Regions from separate parts of the Camelus bactrianus genome. Here region 2 is linked to region 1. A link is a contact called in public Hi-C data. All regions are on one chromosome and are shown on one strand. The core of a region is the stretch at or near the end of the contact, and the rest is flanking DNA. Distances in the headings are between cores, read along the strand shown.

The links. A called contact is a pair of places that touch in the nucleus more often than the background predicts.
Region 2: a contact with region 1 is called in a Hi-C map of blood, with 4 times the contacts expected there. The contact joins the promoter of TRIB3 here to the promoter of SRXN1 in region 1. A contact is called at or near these places in 2 of 2 Hi-C or Micro-C datasets (blood and liver).

Annotation. Positions count from the first base shown.
Region 1 is chr19:9,522,751-9,528,097 of ASM4877302v1, reverse strand. It overlaps SRXN1 (sulfiredoxin 1), which reads right to left and starts at 2,958. Exons shown (of 2, transcript XM_074347076.1): 1 at 2,582-2,958. The coding sequence starts at 2,803. It overlaps LOC105073604 (a long non-coding RNA gene), which reads left to right and starts at 2,957. Exons shown (of 5, transcript XR_012500584.1): 1 at 2,957-3,094.
Region 2 is chr19:9,730,258-9,736,251 of ASM4877302v1, reverse strand. TRIB3 (tribbles pseudokinase 3) reads left to right here and starts at 3,933. Exons shown (of 5, transcript XM_045521077.2): 1 at 3,933-4,185.

The DNA.
Region 1 (5,347 bases), core at 1,709-4,208:
CTTTATTTTATAACTGAAAGTTTGTACCTCTTAGGTCCTGGAGCGTTTTAAACAGGGGAAGGTGACATGATCTGAGGAACAGCCTAGAAAGCTGTCATGGGAGAGCAGGCTTAGTGGAGTGGACAGCGGCGAGATCAGGGAGGACAGAGGCCTCAGCAGGTATTCAGCCAAAGATGCTGGCCTGGGTGAGGGTGCAGCAGGGACAGGGAGAGGTAGGCAGGTTTGGGACAATTTTAGGGGGCAGATTCGACGGGAGGGATGAATGTGAGAGAAGGGAGGAGGAGTCTAAGTTGACTCCCTGCCCGGGGCCTAAGCCACCAGATGGAGAATGGTGATCCTCTACGTGTAGAAAGCCTGGCGTGGGGTGGGATGGGGATGGGGGCAGGGCCTGCTGGGGAGACCAAATGAAGTGTGAGCTGCCTCCTGCCCTTGGCCCATGGGTGGTCTCTTCTTAGGCTGCTTTGATGGATCCATTTACCTATTTATCCCAGAGATGATTATTAAGCAGTATGGCCCATGAGCTGGGCTCTTGAACCAGGCAAACCCAAGTTTGAGTCTCAGCTCCTCCAAAGAGCGGTGGGGGGTGGGGGGGGAGGGGGAGGCTAGGCAAGTGGTCTCAGCACTGAGCATTGTTCCTCATCTGTAAAGTGGGAATGGACACCCTATAGGGCTGCTGCTGAAGTCAGGGAGCTGATGCCTGTGAGGCTCGGAGCACAGGCTGCCTGGCAGTGGAGTGGGAACGAGGGGCAACTGCCAGGTGGGCCTTGTGCTGGGCACCCAGGGGCCTGCTGGCAGGTGGGCAGCATAATGGCCCCCAAAGATGTCCAACTCCTAATCCCTGGAGCCTGTGAGTATTCTCCTTACATGGAAGAGGGACTTTGTAGACGCAGTTAAGGCTCTTGAGATGGGGAGATTATCCTGGGTTATCCAGATGGGCCAAATGTAATCACCAGGGACCTTAAACGTGGAAGAGAGAGGAATCAGAGGAGGTCTGATGTTGCTGGCTTTGAAGATGGAGGAAAGAGGCCAGAAGCCAAAAAACGTGGGTGGCCTTTAGAAGCTGGGAAAGGATTCTCCCCTAGAGACTCCAGAAAACCATGCAGCCCTGCTGATATCTTGATTGTAGTCCAGTGAGACCCATTTTGGACTTCTGAACCATAGAACTATAAAATAATAAAATCTGTCTTTGTTTTAAGCCACCAAGTTTCTGGTAATTTGTTATAGTCGCCATAGAAATCGAATACATATGGTAAACAAAGATAGTCTTGGTTCGTGCCCTCACAGAGCATATGGTTCTGGCGGGGAAGACAGGTGTCTGAGGCCATTACAACCCAGTGGGATCAGAGCTGTGCTGGTGGGCATGCAGGTGGCTGAGGGCCCCCAGGAGGCCCCTAACCCAGTAAGGGCTGTCAGGGAAGACACTGACACTGAGACAGGAAGATCAAGAAAGCATTAGAAACAGTAAAGAAGAGACGAAAGAGTTTTTTGGGCAGGGGGAAAAGCCTGTGCAAAGGCCCAGGGGCGAGAAAGAGCATGCACAGCCAGGTCCAGCACAAACAGCCAGGCACCTTGCTCGTGTTATGGAAACAGCCAAGACAGGATAAAGTCCCTGCTTCTGTGGAGTTCACATGAGGTGGGGAGGACAGACGATAAAACACAAACAAACAAATGTATACTATGACTCTGGTGGACATAAGTGCTTTAAGGAGAAACACCTGAGGTTAAGGGGCAAGCTACAGAGGGGAGGACTGACAGGGAGGTGGACACCCGACCCAAGCGAGGGAGCAGGCCCTGGGGCTCTTTGGGAAGCAGTTCCAGGGAGTGTGAACAGCAATGCAAACTCTAGGACAGAATGACACTTGGGTTGGGGGGAAGGTAGGGTAAACAGGAGAGGTCTTTGGTGGGGCCTCGAGGTCTCACATGGTCACCTTCCAAGGGTCTTGGGGAGGCAGACATGATGCTGGGCAGGCCCCACCTGACACATATGTCCCCTCCCTCCCCTCAAGATCCTGCCAGGATCACTCAAACTTTCTTGAGCACCCCTCTGTGATGTGGCTGACCTGTCCACGCCCAGTTCCGGGTCAAACAAGGCACTCCTAGCAGACATGACACTCCCAGTCCCGCTGCCACAGCCAGGAGCGACTGCACAGCTTATCTCTGGATAATGTGGTGGCCATGCAGCTGGGCACTGGGGCCAGGCGGTGCCACTTTCTAAAATGCCTAACCTTGGACAAGTTGCTTGAATCCTCTCTTGCCACAGTGCCTCATCTGTAGAAGAGGAACAGTGGTAGTGTGTACCTCATTGGGTTGGCATGAAGAAGATAAGGCACTTAAAACAGCTCTTAGGCCACTCACTTCAAGTGCTATCTTTATAGTAGTCAGAGATCGTTATTTTAGTTATCTCCTCCAATCTCCTTGCTCAATGAGGAAAGAGAGGCCCAGAGAGGCCCAGCTACTTGCTCAAGGTCACACAGCAAATGCTGAGTTCTGGCAGAGAGTGGAACCAGTCCTGTCTCGCGTCCAGCGTGACCTCCCTCCTCCGAAGCCCCCCCCCCTGCGGCCGGCTTCCCCGGGGCCTCACCCGGATCGTGTCCACGAGGCTCTGCACCTTGGCCGGGTCCAGCACAGACGGCAGCGGCCGGATGATCACACTCAGCGGCACGTTGTGCACCGCGGCGATGCAGCCAGAGTGGATGCTGCCGCCCTGCGCGCCGCCGCTTGGCCCGGATCCCTCGGGCACCCCCCGGCCCTCCCCGGCCCCGGCCCCGGCCCTGCCCAGCGCTCCTCCCGCGCGCAGCCCCATCGCGCCGTCACCGCCGCTGCAGCCGCGGGACAGGCCGCCTCCCCGCGGACTTTAATCTCGGCCGGGCCGTACCATTCCGCGCGAGCGGTGGGGGGCCCGGCAGAGCGCCTCTCTCCCCCCGCCCCGCATGGTCCGGCCCATTCCCGCGCGCCCCCGCTGGACTTCGGCTCCGCTCTCCCGGCGCTGAGCGACACGCGAGAGGCTCCGGTTCTCCGCCGGGGGGCGCCTCGCCGCCTCCCCTCCGCCGTGCGGTGTCCCGGGAGTGGAAGAGCCCGGGCGGGCTGACTCAGGGTGAGTCTGCAGGTTGTGGGACGGGAGGGGCTCGAGTGACGCACAGTCCGGGGTGACTCAGGCCCGCGGGAGGCGGGGACGCGAGGGGGAAAGGGCCGGAGCTGCTTAGTGAGGGTGAGTCGGCAAAACCTGCCCCGCTTGGCCGCTCGGACTTTGGAGCCTTAGAAGTAATAGCCGTGGAGGTGATAGTACCAACAACAGTAATATTACGAATCTGACGAATCTGGTGCTGTGTCAGGCACTGTTCTAAACATTTTGCACGTACGTCAACTTATTTGAGCCTCAAAACAACCCTATGAGCTGATGTGATGATTATTCCCATTTTACAGACGAGGAAACTGAGGCAGAGCCAGGTTTAGGTGATTTGCCCAAGGTCACTGAGGTAGTAAGGTGCCTTAACCAGGGTTCAAATCTAGGTAGTCAGGTTCCAGAGTGCGCTCTCTACCCACCGCTGGTCTCCTTGGGTAAGCAAAAGTAACTGTCACAGGGAGCCTTCTGGGATCCTGCTGACTATGTGTAGGCACTGCCCTAAAGTTCTATAGTCACTATCTCGTTGCATCCTCACAGCAGGTGTGGTCGCTGAAGCGCTTCTCCGAGGTAAGGCAGACGATGAAACTCAGGTTATCTGAGCTCAGAGTCCCAGGCCACTTAGCCACCGACACCTGTTTACAGATGTGGACACTGCAGCTGCAAAAGGTGGTAGTGATGACTTAGGTCCAAACGTGCGGACCTCTGTCCTCACTCTCCTGTTTAAAGCCCTCTATCCCCTCTTGAGCCTAGGTTCAGCACCCAGTGTCCTCTGGGGCCAGAGGGAGGTAGGCAGAGGCTCGGGTTTAGATCCCAGGTGTTTATCAGCATCTATGGCAACATTAGGGATTTGGCACAGATTTGCCTGGGTTCAGATCCCACCTGGCTACTCCCTAGCTGTGTGGTCTCAAGCAAGTTGCTTAACCTCTCTGAGTCTTAACCTTTTCTTCTGTAAAATGGTTGTGGGGAGATTGAGAGGACACTCGGAGATAATGGCTGATAGAGGGAAAGTGGAGCTGGGGGTATCAGTGCTTCCAATAGCGATACCCAAGGAAGACTACTGTTTCATCACGAACACCCACAGTGCTGAAGGAGAGAGTCTTTGACTGAGAGAACCAGGAGAGGCTCCCTGGAGGGCAGGTATTCATATTGAAAGAATGGCTTGGTCCTGGAAGGGAAGAGGGAAGGCACAGGTGTTGGTTTAGGGTGTAGGCTCTGAAATCACTTGGATCGCATGGATTTAAATCCTGGTTCCACCATTTACTAGCTGTGTGACCTCTGTTTGTGTGCGTATGTGTATGTGGTGGGGTACTCAACTTCTCTATGCCTTGGTTTCTCCTCTCAATTGCCAGGGAGAGCAAATGAGAAAAACACACACATAAAGTGTTGAGAAAGGTCTCTGGCACATAGAAAGTGCTGAATCCAAAGCAGGTGGGAGGCACATTCCAGCCACAGAGCAGCTTGAGCACAAGCAGGTAGATGACACAGCCCCAGACCTAGACGAAGACAGGCACGTCTGCTGTCGTGGTTCTCCTTCTCACCCTGGTTGTCATGTGCACGGGGAACAGCTGGCAAGGCCTGGTGCTGCAGCCTAGTTTTCCTGTGTGGTTGGTGGGCAGACCCCATGGAGGGGGAGGACGGAGGGGGAAGAGGACCTGCCCAGTCAGCAGTTGCAATTATATTGGCCCATCTGTCCCTAAACCAATGAGATGCAGACTTAAGCCTCGTGTTGGGACTGAGATGAGGTACCTTCCATTAAGCCTGGAACTGGAGGCTGGAGAAATTCTGGGGTTTACACAATCCCCTTTTGTTTCAGTTTAGATTCTCCCAGAAGTGGATCCTGAGACAAGGACTTGTGTGCAGGTACTTTATTTGGGAGATGTTCTAGCTATTTATCCCTGTAACACAAACCACTCCAAAATTTAGTGATCTGAGACAACCATTTTATGATCCTCACAGATTCTGTGGGTCAAGAATTCAGACAGAGCAGAGTGCGGACTGGTTGTCTCTTCTGTGTAGGGTCTGGGCCATCAGCTGGGAGGTAACTCAACAGCTGGGGGTGACTTGATGGCTGGGGCTGGAATCATCTGGTGACTTCACCTTCATGTCCATCCAGTGGACCATGCTGCCTGTCAGCCAGAACACCTCCACGTTGCCTCGGCTTCCGCATAGCATGGTGGCTGGCTTCCAAGAATGAGTGTCCCAAGAGAACATGGTAGAAGCTTC
Region 2 (5,994 bases), core at 2,684-5,183, 210 kb before region 1:
TTGGGAAGCCATACAGACCTGGGTTCAACCCCACCTGGCTCACTGTATGATCCTGGGCAGGTTACTTCCCTCTCTGACACTTGCTTCTCTCACTTATAAAATGAGCATAAATTCACTCTTAGCTTACATGGTTGAGGTCAGGATTACATGGGAAAACAGATGGAGGGCATGGCCCAGGCACGGCACATGGATGATGCTCAGAAAATGTCCCCACCTCTCCTTCAACTCTTGGGATGGGTGTTAAGAGGCAGGAGTGGCAGCCTGGGCCCCATGGGAATAATATTAGTCACTTATCATCAAGTGCTTACCATGTGCCAGGGAATCTTCTCAGCTCTTTACTTGTAATTAACTCATGGAACCTCTCATTTAACGATTATGCCAATAACAATAAGCAGTTCAATAGCCCTATCAGGAGGATACTATTCTCAATTCCATTTATAGATGAGGGCTCGGGGTCTCAGAGTAGCTAAGTGTCATCCAACAAGGACAGTCTAGGGAGGCCATGTAAGGCAGTGGACAAAGACCATCCGGGCTTCCAGCCAGACTTGGCTCAAATCTCACTGCTCCTCTGCCCCGCCTTAGACCAGTGATGTCACCTTTCTAAGCCCCAATTTCCTCATCTGCCTCCAGGGATGAAAACAGCAACTTGGTAGGGAAGTTTGTGGAGGCAGTAAGATGATGTAAGAGAAGCACCCACACAGGTCCCTGCTGGGTCCATGGGCACAAGATCACATTCTTTGTGAAGAAAACCCAGGCCCACAGGGCAGAACTGGATCACCCAGCATGGTCATGGCTGCCACTGGGCCACCAATGGGCTGATGCTGTGGCCAGGCATTGGCCTTCCTCCCTGTCCTAGGGCCCAGCCTGAGCCACGTTGGGATGCTGAGGGATTTCTGCAAAGCCTCCGGGAAACCCCAAAGAAGGGGGAGGTGCCCAGTGTCTAATAAACGCTCCCCAAGAAGAGCACAGGCCCGGAGTTGCAACTCTTGAATCACTCATCGCCTTTCCCAAATTGATTGGCCCAGATCCATTTACCCACCTGTATTATTATATTCCATAATGTTTTTCTTTCAATTAGCTCATTTTTAAAAATGTTGTAGACCCAACAGGCTCTTCCCTTCTTTGCTATAATCCCAGGACCCTGTGCCAGGGATTCTTGGTCTGAGGCAGTGCTGCTCAGTATGGTAGCCATTTCTGCAGGGGGCTACTGACCACTTGATAGGGTGACTGAAGAAGTGAATTTTCACTTTATCGAATTTTAATTTTAGCAGGGGAAACATTTTCTCCATTAATCGCAACTTCATTGTTTTGTTAGGACATTTTACTTCAACCACTGACAATTTAGCCTTCATGCTATTTTGTGTCCAAATTAAGTGTAAAATATATGCCAGATTTTGCAGACATTAGTATGAGAAACAATTTAGGTTATCTCGTTAACAATTTTTTTACTCTCTGTTGAAATGATAATATGCTAGATACATTGGATTAAATAGAATATATTATTAAAATTAATTTCACCTGTTTCTTTTTATTTTTCTTTAATGCATAACTAGAAGTTTTAAACTACATATTTGGCTCACGCCATGTTCTACTGAAAAGTGCTGGCCTGGAGAATTGGGATTTGATACCCCTAACTGCGATAATGTCCCAAAACCTGGGGTACATGCCTCAGATGAATTTCCAGTGACTGTACCCACAAGAGTCCTGGAAGAGGCTGCTGGGTTGCAAAAATTGTGAAATGTACAATGTGGGTGCTGGAGTCTGCTGTCCCAGGCTCATATCTGAAATCTGCCTCTTGTAACAAGCCGAGTGGTCTTAGGTAAGCCCCTCACCTTGACTCATCTATAGAATAGAAGTGACATTGCCAATTTCACAGTCCCTTAAGTGCCCCAACACCTTTGCACTTACTTTCCCCTCTGTCTCCCCTCACAACTTTGTCCTTCTCAACCCTCCTCTTCCTTAAGTTCTTATTTTAAATATCACCTTCCTGATATGCCCTGCTGAAAATAGCCACCCTTCAGTCATATCTAATAGAGAACAAGTCTATGCTATGTATTCAAGAGAATACATAAACAGACTCATAGACATAGAATACAAACTTGTGGTTGCCAGGGAGGAGGTGGGAAGGGATAGACTGGGAGTTCAAAATGTGTAGATACTGACAGGCATATGTAGAATAGATAAACCAGATTGTACGATATAGCACAGGGAAATATATACAAGATCTTTTGGTAGCTCACAGCGGAAAAAAAAGTGACTATGAATATATGTATGTTCATGTATAACTGAAAAATTGTGCTGTACACTGGAATTTGACACAACATTGTAAAATGACTGTAACTCAATAAAAAAGATTTAAAAAAATAAAATAAAAAATTTTGATCTATGGTTTAAAAAAAAGAAAATACATGACACTTATAATCTGTTTTAAATGATCCTGGCTTATTGATTTTCTTTTCTTTAAAAAAATTTTTTTTGTTTTTTTTTGGGGGGGCGTTATTAGGTTTATTTATTTATTTATTTGACGGAGGTACTGGGAATCAAACCCAGGACGTCATGCATGCTAAGCATGTGCTCTACCACTGAGCTCTACTGTCCCTCTGAGTTTCTTTTTTTTTTTTTTTTTGATTTTATTTTCTTGATAATGGTTTGTCTTTCCACTGATTCATAAAGTCCATGAGGGCCAGAATGAGTCACTCTTGTAACCGCGGAGTACCCAGCATTTAGAACAGGGTCTGACACAGCATGGAACAAAGTTAGGAATGTATGAGCAAACCCAGCACAGTCTGGCTTCAGAGCGGTGCTGAGAAAACAGCATCCCTGACTTTCCTTGCCCCTTACAGTCTATCTAGGTCCTGGTGTAGTAAATGAGTTCATTCATCCCTCCCCAGAAGGGAAGTCTCCAGGGTTAAATAAGATCCTAGAATCCCCTGGTGTGCCCTGAAGGCTCTGAGATGCAGGTGATCTAGTCCCTGAGGTTCTGCAACCGGGGAAACAAAGGTGACACCACCTCCCTCCCATCAACCTCTGCCTGGAGGAGTTATTTTTTGACACTGGTGAATTCAAACACCAAGGCCTAAAAGGGATTGGACCCCTGGGACTGCACAGGGATGTTTCACCAGGGCCTCCCAGGCCTGGGGCCGCAAGTCGTGTTACAGTCGCTCTCTGAGCCTCCATTTTTTCCACTCTATTTACTGAGTATCTATGATGTGCCACACAGTCCTAAGTATTTAAGGTGTGTTAGCTTATTTAATTTATTTCCTGAAGTAGCACAGTGGGTCTGGACACTGTGGGTCTGGGCAGAGTTAGGGTCAGGGCACTTTTAGGTAGGCTGGTTCCTAGGTGATTGCTCTTAACTACCAGGCTGCACTGCCTCTATCTAATGAATGCTGTGAAGCCCACCAGACCCCAGGCCTCCCCAGGGCACCACAATGGTTCTATTGAGCCCAGAGTCATCTCCTAGGTCTGTGGTCTTTGAAAAGCTCCTGGTTACTTTCCCACAGCTGGGCCTCGGGCTGCCCCTTTGTACAATAGGCAGAATGGAGCTTCCTGCCTGCCCAGGGTTCTCCTAAAGGTTTAATAAAGTAATAGTAGGAGAAAGTGCTTTATAAACGGGGAAGCACCCAGGAAACTGTCACGGTTCGCTTTTTCTCCCTAGCGCCCTCCTGAGAAAGAATTAACGTTCTTCTGTTTCACAGATGGGAAAACTGAGGCTCAGAAAAGCAAAATGCTTTTTCTAAGGTGATAGTGAAAGCCAGTGGCTTGTGTCTGCATTCAATCTTCGGGCGCGAGGCGGGAGGGGGACCAGACACACCTAGAGGGCGGGTGAGGCAAGGGGTGCCGGAGCAGCGCGCGGACCGCACAGGAGGGGCGGGGCGCGCTCGGGCGGTGACCCCGAGGGGCGGGGCGCAGGGATGGTGCAATCCCCGGCCTGAGGGCATCAGGCGGCGGCTGATTAGCTCACGTTTACATCACCCGGGCCGGAGCTGGAGCCCGGCGCCCGGCATTCCCGAGACACTCGTGGCGGAAGCGGCGACGGCTCCGCGCGCGTCCGGCTGCTGGGATCCTGGGCCAGAGCTACCCCCGGAGCCGCGTTCAGCCGCGGCGGAGCGGCCCGGGCCACCTGAGGGTGACCAGCGACTCTGAACTCGGGCGGCGTCAGGAGCCCGCCGTGCGCGGGGCAAGGTATCCGGCGGGGGCGGGAGGCGGCAGGGCGGCCGGGAGCCTCCGGGCGGCTGTGGTTGCTGCGTATCTCTCTCCCCCACCCCCCCACCCCGCCACCCCCCTCTCTCTCTCTCTCACACACACACCCCTTTTAACAAAACTCGCCGTCTGGGGAGCGACCTGGGTTGAGTGTTCCCTCCCGACGTGTCCAGGTGACGCGGCCAGGCAGGGCATGGGGTAGCCGAGTGTGGCCGACTCTGGCGGGCGCGAGGGTGCCCACCAGCGGGGCGTAGCAGCGTGTCCCTGGGGCAGAGGAAGCGGGGACTGCCTGGACAGGGTGTGCGGTGTCCGCGTTGGTGTGAGTGTGGGGCGGGCCGGGGAGTAGTTTAGCTGGGTGCGGGGAGGTCTGAGGGGGAACTGAGGGCTTGGGGCTTTGTCTGTGCGGATCTTCGGGGACCTGCGTGGATCACTGGGGTCCGGATGGAGCTATGTCTCCGGGTACCGTGCGAGCTGTGCGGAGGACTGGGCACCGGGCGGCAGGTGCTGGCCGTGCGGGGACGCGGCAGGGACAGGCTGGGTGCCCGCGGGCCCGGCAGGTGCGGGGTCAGGGGCAGCTGGGAAGCCGGAGCGAGGCCGCTGGCAGGTGTATGCTGGGCCCGTCGGCCACCGGTTCCCACGCTATAGGGGGCTCGCATCTTCTGTTCCTGCAGACTATGTGCGTGGTACCTGCTGACTCTGGGGTGTGGGGCCGAGGTCCCAGGTCAGCCCCTTCCCAGTACCCGCCCCTCGCCCCCGCCTTCCCTATGTTTCCACTAAACCTTCTGCCCGGGGATTCCGCGCCCACGGGAGAAGCTGTCTTGCTGTTACTGAGGGCGGGGCGGGGCCGCCCACTGCCTTCGCGGTTGCGGGTTGCGGGGTCAGACGTAGCGTGTGGCTTTGTTGCTATCCGTCCTGCAGTTCTGAGTATAACCGTTGGGAGAGCTCTGTGTGTGTGTGCGTGTGCGTGCACGCTTGCTAGCGGAAGGCAGAGGTGTGTGTCGCTTAATAATATGTGTGCCCCTCTCTGCCCTGCCTGTGTGCCTTGGCTGGCTATCTTGGACAGAGTGTATCTGAGGGGTGTGTGTACACCTGTCTGCCCTGGGTTGTGAGAGTAGGTGTGTTTGGTATGACCCGCCCTTATTCCTCGGGGAGTGTCGGGGAACGGATATTAGGGGCTGCCTCCATCCTACCACAGTGACTAGTTCTGCAGTGTGGCCTGCAAATTCCCTTGCTAATCTATAGACTCCATTACCCCATCCGTCCAGTGGAGCTTATCCCAGGCCCCACCAGACTCTGAGCTCTGGATAGGGCCAAAGCATCCTGGGGTGCTGATGTGGCCATGTGGTCCAGCGAGTCTCGGGACTTTGCAGGGTACAAAGCACCCATACAGCCAGGGATCGTCTTGCTGTACTCTCAGAACAGCCAGTGCGGTAAGGAGTATCATCCTAGCTTCATCCCTGGGAGGTTTCTGAGACTTCAGCTGTGTAGAAGAAGAAGAAAGAGGAGGAGGAGGAGGAGTAACGGACCAACAGCAGTGACTATTTCCTGACACCTACCCTGCAACAGGGCCATGTTACTTCATTTGTATTTTAATTTCATTATCCCAAAAAATCCTATGGGCTTTGCATCATTTACAGATGAGGGAATTGAGGCTCAGGAATTTTGAAGAACTTGCCTAGGACTATCCAGCCAGGAAGGTCTGAGCCAGGATTAGATCCCGGGAATATCTGACTACAGCCCCCCTCTACTGCATTCTTACCAAGATGGGGCTATGGCCTTTCACTCTCAGTG